Regions from separate parts of the Mus musculus genome. Here region 1 is linked to region 2. A link is a contact called in public promoter capture Hi-C data. All regions are on one chromosome and are shown on one strand. The core of a region is the stretch at or near the end of the contact, and the rest is flanking DNA. Distances in the headings are between cores, read along the strand shown.

Region 1 (3,838 bases), core at 954-3,453, 380 kb after region 2:
AGCTCTCCGAGTGCGTGCAGGCTCTTCCCAGCTACCTCTGAGACACGGGGCATCTCCTCCCTTCCAGCAGGTACAGCAGGAAGTAGCCAAAGAGCTGGCTTGCCCCTGCCACTATAGAGGGGAGAATCAATGGACTGGGGTTTCATGCACCTTTTTTGGAAAGTTACTGACCCATGAGCCCACAGGATTTGTTATGTTGGGGGGGGGGGGGAGACATTTCCAATGTTCTGACAGGGTTGTCAAAGCTCGAAGGACAAAAAGAAACACAAGACATGTGTGCACTTAGTAACCCAGCCACCTTCCCGCCCCATCACAGACGGGATCGGCCTTAGTGTGATCATCCGCCTCCTTCTCCTGAGTGAACTCCATGCGTGTGGGCCTGGTGGTCTGAGTGCATTTCCTAAGTGACTTCCCCCTCCCCGGAAGTCCCTCCACCACGGTGGAATACAGCACCATAGGCTTTTCTGACTCCTTTGGCCTCTTACCCTTTTGACCCCTGAAACACTTCCTTGTGGAAGCAGGCTGTCAGAGAGGGAGAGGAGAGTTGACTTATATGCCCCAGAACTCCAGCATCTTCAATATTTAAAGTCTGAAGCATTCTCAAGAGATCAGATGTCTAGATATGACAAAAAAATAAAAATGATAATTTAACAACCAACCAAAGAACTGTGCGGTCGGGGCTCCACCGTCAATCCACAAGGGAGACCCAGCAAGTTCTTTGACCTCCTTCGAGTTGCTCTCTTATCTGCTCAGTGGGGCCTGGCTGAATCTGAGGATTTGGGGGTGTTGGGGGAACAGAAATCAAAATGCTTTTAGATAGTAAACTACTATTCACTGGGATACTTGCTGCTAATAAAACCAGACACGAAGTGGCGTTGAGCTTCATGCACACTAAACAGCTTGTATGCTTCTCTCAAGCTCTCGCCATTAATCTCACCTTCACAAGCCTGTGGGGCAAGTCTATTACGGCTCACATTGTAGCTGATGAAGCACCAGGGTGCTAACTGCCCAGCTCCTCTTTTACTTAACAAGAGACCCTGATTCCAGACCCAACACTCATCCATCCCCCATTTCAAAGACAACTTGATGAGCGATTGCTTTTGGCAGAACTCGGGCCACTGGGGTAGAAGCCACTGACTTCTTGACCCTTAGAGAACGCTTCGAATCATGGCCACAGGAGAAAATATCACTCGGCAAAGGCAAGGCACCAGGCACTGTGTTGGGCACCTTACATGCTATTCCCATTTCATCAGTGATGAGGACAAGGCAAAACTGAGGAGACAGGTGAGTTCCGTCAGAGGGCTGGTACAAAGGCGTCTCCGCTCCAACCCACATCGCCCAACCCTCATTCCTTATCTCTCCTAAGCTTAAAAGTAGAAAAAAAGCTACCCTTCACTTCCTTCCTCTTTCTTCTTTCCTTATTCTTTTATTCTTCCTCTTTATTTTCCTCTTCTTTCTCCTCTCCTTCTTCTTCTTCCTCTTCTTCCCCTTCTCTTCTTTCTCCTCCCACCTTTCTTCCTCCTCCTCTTCCTCCTTCCCCTTCCCTTCCTTTTTCTTTTTATTGCTGTAGCCCAGGCTATCCTCATGGCTCAAACTCCCAACTTCCGGGATTGTAAAGGGGCGACAGGCATGCATGAGCATACCTGGCTAAAGAAAAGACATTTGTCACCCCTGTCATCATAGTTATTGACTGCTCAACTTAAACTCAAGGGTGGGGGCCTCGGTGTCAAGTTTTTTAAAGTCAGAATTGTGCAGTCCCGAATGCGGACTCTAGAAAATGCTTCCTGGTAAAGGTCTAATGCGTTCCTTCCAGAACGAAAGGAGAGCATCTGCAGCTGGGGCACAAGGCAGAGCCAACTGGGGCTTCCAGTTAAGCTCCGCCACACACACAATAGTGTTGCTGGGGCCCAGGTCCCCAGGTCCTCTCGGGAGAATAAGATCTCGGTTACAGTGCCCTTGCACACACATCTATCAGATCTGTGATGCTTGGGGCTCAGCACTCGCAGCCGCCACCACCCCACCACCCCCACCCGCAGCAGACTCATACCGCCCATGTGGCAGATTCACCCAGGAAAGGAAAAATGCCTATGTGTTAGGAAGTGTATAATTCTGCATAATAAAAAGATGCCTGGCCCTCGTGTGTATAAACACAGCTTTGACTGAGTACTCTTTCCCAAACAGCCCTTCTGGCTCACTGTGCGGCAATCTAGCATCAGAAACATATGGCTGACATTCAGGCCTTCGGGCAGATTCAGACTGGGAGAGGGGAAAGAGACCTGGGCTGGGAGAACTGGAGAGTCAGGGTGGAGGCCATTTATAATCTGGACAGGGATCCGGCCTCCACCCAAGCTCAACTGTAGCTCTCTCAGGACCTCCGCTTGGCATCCATGAAGACATTAACACGTTCAGCTGCATCACTCCTAAGAGAAGAGCCCTTGAGCTGGGTGTGCCTGGATATCAGGGATATGCTCTGGCTTCTATTTGGGGATCTGATGCCACCCCCCAATTACCCAGTGCTGGTTTCAGAGCAATCAGCTGCAGAGCCCTGTGCTAGGCGGAGCGGGGGATACCCAGCCATATACAAGAGTACTTATGAGGGCCAATACGGCAGGAGAGCCAGACAGCACCTCGGTCAAGCCTCCAGCCTTCAGATCTCCAGCCTGAGGTCTGGCTCTATACTTCCAGGTGCTTACGACCAGACCAGTGACTCCCCTAGCTGGTACCCATCTTCCAAAGTCAAGTGTCCCAAGCCCAAAGTCATGATGGCCCCATGATGCCTCATGGGAAAGCACACTCCCCTTAGTGACAGATTGGCTCTGTTCTTAGTGCTATACCTCCCTAGTTAAGCCCTAGTTAACCTCCCTAGTTAAGCCCTAGATAACCTCCCTAGTTAACCGCCACCAAGGGGAGGAGCTGGTTCTAGATCGCTGGTTCTCAACTTGTGAGTTGTGACCCCTTAGGCACCAAATATAACCTTTCATGGGGGCCCACATATCCGATATCCTATCAACCCAATATTTACATTATCATTCATAACAATACCAAAATGATAGTAATGAAGTAGCAACAGGAACAGTCTTATGGTTGGGGGTGACCACAACAGGAGCAGCTAGCTGGATTAAAGGGTTGCAGCATTAGGAAGGCTGAGAACCACTGCCCTGGCTGGGAAAGCTGGCGAGGTAGCTGGGAGGAACTGTGTTGCGCTGTGTCCTTGTCTAGTGCTCCCCTGCACTGAGGTCGATGACAGAATTCACACTGGCAGAGATGACTCTGACACAGCACTCTTTCTCTGCACCCCAGACAAGCCTTTCATATTAGCCCAAGAGAACCTGTCACAAGGACAGGTATGCAGGTATGTGGGAGATGACCTGATAGGAGGAGGTGGAGCAAGACCAAGAAAGGAGGAAGGCAATGAAGGGTGCCCTCTCAAGCTCACCCCCTTGGGGCTTCTCTACAGAGCAAGTTGGCTGTGTCTCTTACTGTCCAGATGAGCGATCACAGACTAAAGCTGTTCACCTGGGCTCTTGCCCCACTGATGGGGGTGAAGTCTTCCTCCATTCCAAACATCCCTGCAGGACACTGTGTCTCCTCTAGAGAGAGTCCCGGGCAGAGATTCAGGGTGCAGTAATGCAAGGTGAGATGGGGGTCCATTTGTATGGAGCTGCCTCAACAGCGACAGACAGATCAGACATGGTGAGGTGACAAAGACTGAGCACAGATGGATGAATGAATGGAGGAATAAAAGAGCAACTTTACCATTTTAGGGAGAGATGACTCAGTGGTTTAAAGGGCTTCCTCCTCTTCTAAAGACCTGAGTCTGGTTCCCAGCACCCAGGTT
Region 2 (4,101 bases), core at 1,329-3,828:
ACAGCCTGGACGGAGCTCCCTTCTTGCAGCCCTGGGCAGGTGCTTACATTGTATTGGCTACTGATCCCCATGATGTTATAATTGAATGGGAAAGCCAAGGGTCAAGGGCTCCGTGATGTCTGGGGTCATGTGGTGCACAAGATTGGAACCCACAGGATAAGCTCAGATAGTCGTCTGCAGAGTTACTCTTATCTAGCCTACTCCTGGAGGAGAGCAGATTCTGAGAGCATCTCCACTAACAGATCTCTGGGCATCAGTGAAGTAGGACCAGGATGCCAGGCCCACTGCTGATACTGATGGGCCCTAACTGAATTTGCTACCATGGCTGTAGACCATCTTCTCTGACTTGCTTCTACAATGAAAGCCATGCACTTTGGGTGCCCTGGGGTAAAACGGTGGCTGGGAAGGAGACCAAACCTATGTATCCGAGGAGAGACTTGTACACTGCCCCCTAGAGGTCATGTGACTTACCTGGAGTCATCTGGCTGAATGGAGCCAGAGCCCAGCTCTCTTGTCTTCAAGCTTGTGGGCCCTTGGTCACTTCTCTGAACCTTCAGAGTCTCCAGAACCTTTGGCAAAACCCAAACCTTGGGAGCCCGGTGCAGTTCCACGGTACCATGGTAACATAGGCAAGACTGGGGTTCCACCCCAAAACAGCGAAAATAGCCCAAACCCCTGAGAGAGGTGTCCAGTGGTGACAGAGTCCATTTATGAGGAGAGAGACTCAGAGTGGGTCGGAGGAAGTGGCCGCCAGCCCAGACAGTGACTTCTGCTTCTGAGGGTGTGAAGACACACTTTGGAATGGCTGAAGTGACCTCTGCACCTCACTTCTCGGGGATGCTATCCACGTGGGAGGGGCGCAGTAGGGAGGAGGAGCCTCAGAACCCACCCCTTTCTGACCTGCTCCCTCCCATTTCCATTCTGCACATTTACAATAGAGCATCGGGGAGGGATTCAGGGCTGGAAGTGGCCATTAGAGGAAAGCGAGCAGCTGCCCCTGTTAATGTGGAGTGTCTCTATTACCCTAATAACTAACCACTTAATAACTGGCTTCCCCGCTAATTCTAATTGAAACACAGAACGATATTTCCTGGTGGAGAGTGGCAAGCTCCAGGCTCAGCAGACATCTCCAGGGGCCCCCAGGCTTCACATGGAGAAAGCTAGGGGCTCCTTGGGTATTCTGTTGGGAGGGACGGAGGCAACAGATAGCAGCTTTTGTACGGCTGCCAGGAACCGCAGTTGATGATAAAAGCTATTAAAGGTCAGCTGGGAATAGAAAACTATTTATGTTAAATGTCACAGATTAAGCTGCAGAATGGGTCTCAGGTGGAGGGCAAAGGGCGAGGTGAGAAGCAGTGGTCACCCAGCTGCCTCTTTAGGGGCTTGAAGAAGGTCAGGTGTTGGTGGCAGGGAGAGTGGAGGCCGGGTGGGGCAGCACTTGATTTGTGGCTCCCTCTAGCTTCAGGAAGCAGGTGGATATCAACGGCCAACGGTGACTGGCCAGGCTGTCTGTCTGTTAGGGTTGCTAGGCGACCGAAGTTAGCCAGAGCCCAGCTCTCTCGCATCATTGCTGAAGGGTAACAGGGTGTTTCCAAGAAGGCAAATGAGATAGGACCCCAGGACATCGTGATGAACCTTGGGCAGATGGTTGTGGGGAGGGAAGGAGGATGAAGGGAGGGGGGAAGGGGAGGGGGGAAGGGGAGGGGGAGGGGCTCAGGCTCTTCTAGAGCTGTTTAGGAATGTAGATGAGGGGGGAAATGGGCCAAACTGTGTTGATCTGTTCAGTCAGAAGCGGAAGGTTGTAAGGGACTGTCCGTCCACCTGTTACCTTTATTACCTCCCCATTTTTGAAGCTGGGCATTGAAGGACTCTATTGTCTGGGTTTGGAGGAGCTTTGTAGGCCTGGGTCCGGTTCTCAAGGGTAGCACCAAGAGATGTAGGGACCTTTGTAACATCCCACCTCGCATGAGTGCTCGTCTCTTTAGCCCGGTATGAGCATCCTGCACAGGGGCCCCCGCTGTGCCTCTTGACTGAGTCCGTCCTCAAACTGGCAGGTCTAAGATGCCCCCTGAACTTCGATTCCAAAGTCCAAAGCATGTGTACGGTAGGGTGAGGTGGAAACCTTGCTTCTCTGTTCTTCAGCTGCCTGCCCCACTTCCAGGATGCCCAGCCATCGCTGTGTGTACAGGAAATGCAAGCCCATTCTAAAATCCAGACATGAGACAGAAGGTAAATCTAGTCAGGGAGGGAATCGGCTAAAAAAAGAGGATAAAGAAATGCTACCCCATGGTGTTCTGCACCTGTAAGTCAAGTCACAGGAAGGTGACCTGCAGTCAAAGGTACCCTGTAACCCCTAAGTTAGTGGGGGCCATCTGAAGGGACCTGAAGGAGGAATCCTGTGAACGTCTTCCACCAACAACCTCAGGATGGGGAATGGACCCTCCCCTGCTCACTCTCTTCCCACATGGGATCTGCCAGCAGAATGGTTTGGCCCAGAAGGGTGACAGGATATAGTCAGATTAATAGATATCCCAGGGGCCCTAAGAGTGTAAGTGCTGTGACAAGATGGTAGAGTGAGTAAGTCAGTAGGAGGTGGAGGAAGGACTCTTAGAGGCAGCCGGGGTGGGGCTGGGTGGGGCGGGGCTGGGTGGGGCGGGGCTGTCATCCCTTATGTATTCACAACTGATCTGCATCAGCTCAGTATCCAGCCCTGGAGCTATTGTTCAATTAGACCATGAACTCTACCCTTGATTTGGAGCTTCATTGGGGACAGGAAGGAAAATGTGTCCCCAAACAGTTATGCTATGCTAAGGGTGGCCTCGGATCAGTGAGAAGCAGGACCTGGTATTTGGGCATGACTCTTTTGGGAGTTAAAGGGAGGAACAGTTTGATGGGCAAAGAACTGGGCCAGCAGGAGAGGGCAGGAGGCTGTAAAGTGTGTCTCCACCAGATGCACAGGACCTCCACTCTTGCATTTAAGGAGTTCATTCTGAACAAAGATGGGAGAGGGGAGGGGGCAATAGAGAGAGAGGTAGGGGAAGTGGGAGTAAGGAGGAAGAGAGGAGGGGAGGGGAAGGAAGGGGCACGGAGGGGAGGAGACGAGACCCATGGGTGCTGGGTAGGAGAATTCGAGGACTTGGCTTGGTCTTTGGAAAGAGTATTCTTGAAGCTTCTGAGAGGACCTACTAGGTAACACTTCTCAGCCTTGCCAGCATCAACATCAGCCGAGGGCCTGTACAAACAGATCACTGGCCTCCACCCTGAGAGTGTCTGACTTCTTAGTCTAGCCTGTGGAGAACTTGGATTTCTTACCAACCAGCTCCCAGGTGTTGATGTGAGTCCAAGATCTACTGTGTTCAAGACAGGGGGGGGTGGTGGATGAAGGGTGACAGGGTGCAAAGAGACAGGCTTGAGAGAAATGAATGACATTGGGGTGATGAGGAGCTGAGGCCAGGCCTGTAGCCTGGTGCCAGCAGCCTAGTGACATAGTGGCAAGGGGTGGGGTATGGCCCAGATGTGACAAGTGGGTGGCAGAAATATGACATGATTTCAGAGGAGCTGAAGCAGCGGATGATGAGAGCAGCAAGGAAGGACAAGGCAGGGAAGGTGGAGACAAGGTCCTAGGTAAGGCAGCTTTAAGGACACACGGATACAGACAAGGGGTCCTTGGGATTGGAGCTGCAGCTTCAGCTGGGCCTGGGTACAAAGGTCAGAAGCACACAGTGGAGGTGGGGAGATGGCTCCAAGTGCTTGCCTCACTGAATGCCACCCCAGACCCCATGTAGGACAAGAATGACAAGCGAGGTGTGTCCTTCTATGCCTGTCATCCCAGTGGTGGGGAGACAGAGACAGATGGATCCCTTGGCTCACTGTCCAGGCAACCTTGCCTCTTTGGTGAGTTCCAGGCCAGTGAAAGATGCTGTGTCCAAAAATAGATGAATGGTTCTGGAGGAATGATGCCTGGGACTGTCCTTTGGCCTCCACACCCACAGGCACACAAGTCCTGTGCACACACAGACACTCACAGGCATGTATGTGCATATATTCTTTCTCTGTCTCTGCCTGCCTGCCTCTCTCTGTGTCTCTCTCTGTGTGTCTATC

Evidence for each region. Promoter capture Hi-C pulls out the DNA fragments that hold promoters and counts their contacts.
Region 1: a promoter capture Hi-C map of hippocampal neurons shows a contact between it and region 2, with 3 times the contacts expected there. The contact joins the enhancer-like site here to the promoter of 1700001J04Rik in region 2. A contact is called at or near these places in 8 of 39 promoter capture datasets (the 3T3-L1 cell line, the HPC-7 cell line, cranial neural crest and 5 more) and 1 of 115 datasets of contacts at active chromatin or transcription factors (embryonic basal ganglia).

Annotation. Positions count from the first base shown.
Region 1 is chr11:114,561,253-114,565,090 of GRCm38.p6, forward strand. The region is part of intron 1 of Gm31724 (a long non-coding RNA gene); the gene reads right to left. Among named protein-coding and RNA genes, the nearest start is that of Gm31724, 49 kb to the right of the region's middle. Within about 2 kb of position 2,204, at least 9 of the 459 cell types and tissues checked have an H3K27ac peak or open chromatin away from gene starts, as enhancers often do. A contact at or near this core is called in hippocampal neurons, where this site is marked.
Region 2 is chr11:114,184,171-114,188,271 of GRCm38.p6, forward strand. It overlaps 1700001J04Rik (RIKEN cDNA 1700001J04 gene), which reads right to left and starts at 2,579. Exons shown (of 3, transcript NR_166725.1): 1 at 2,301-2,579; 2 at 1,961-2,204; 3 at 1,268-1,570.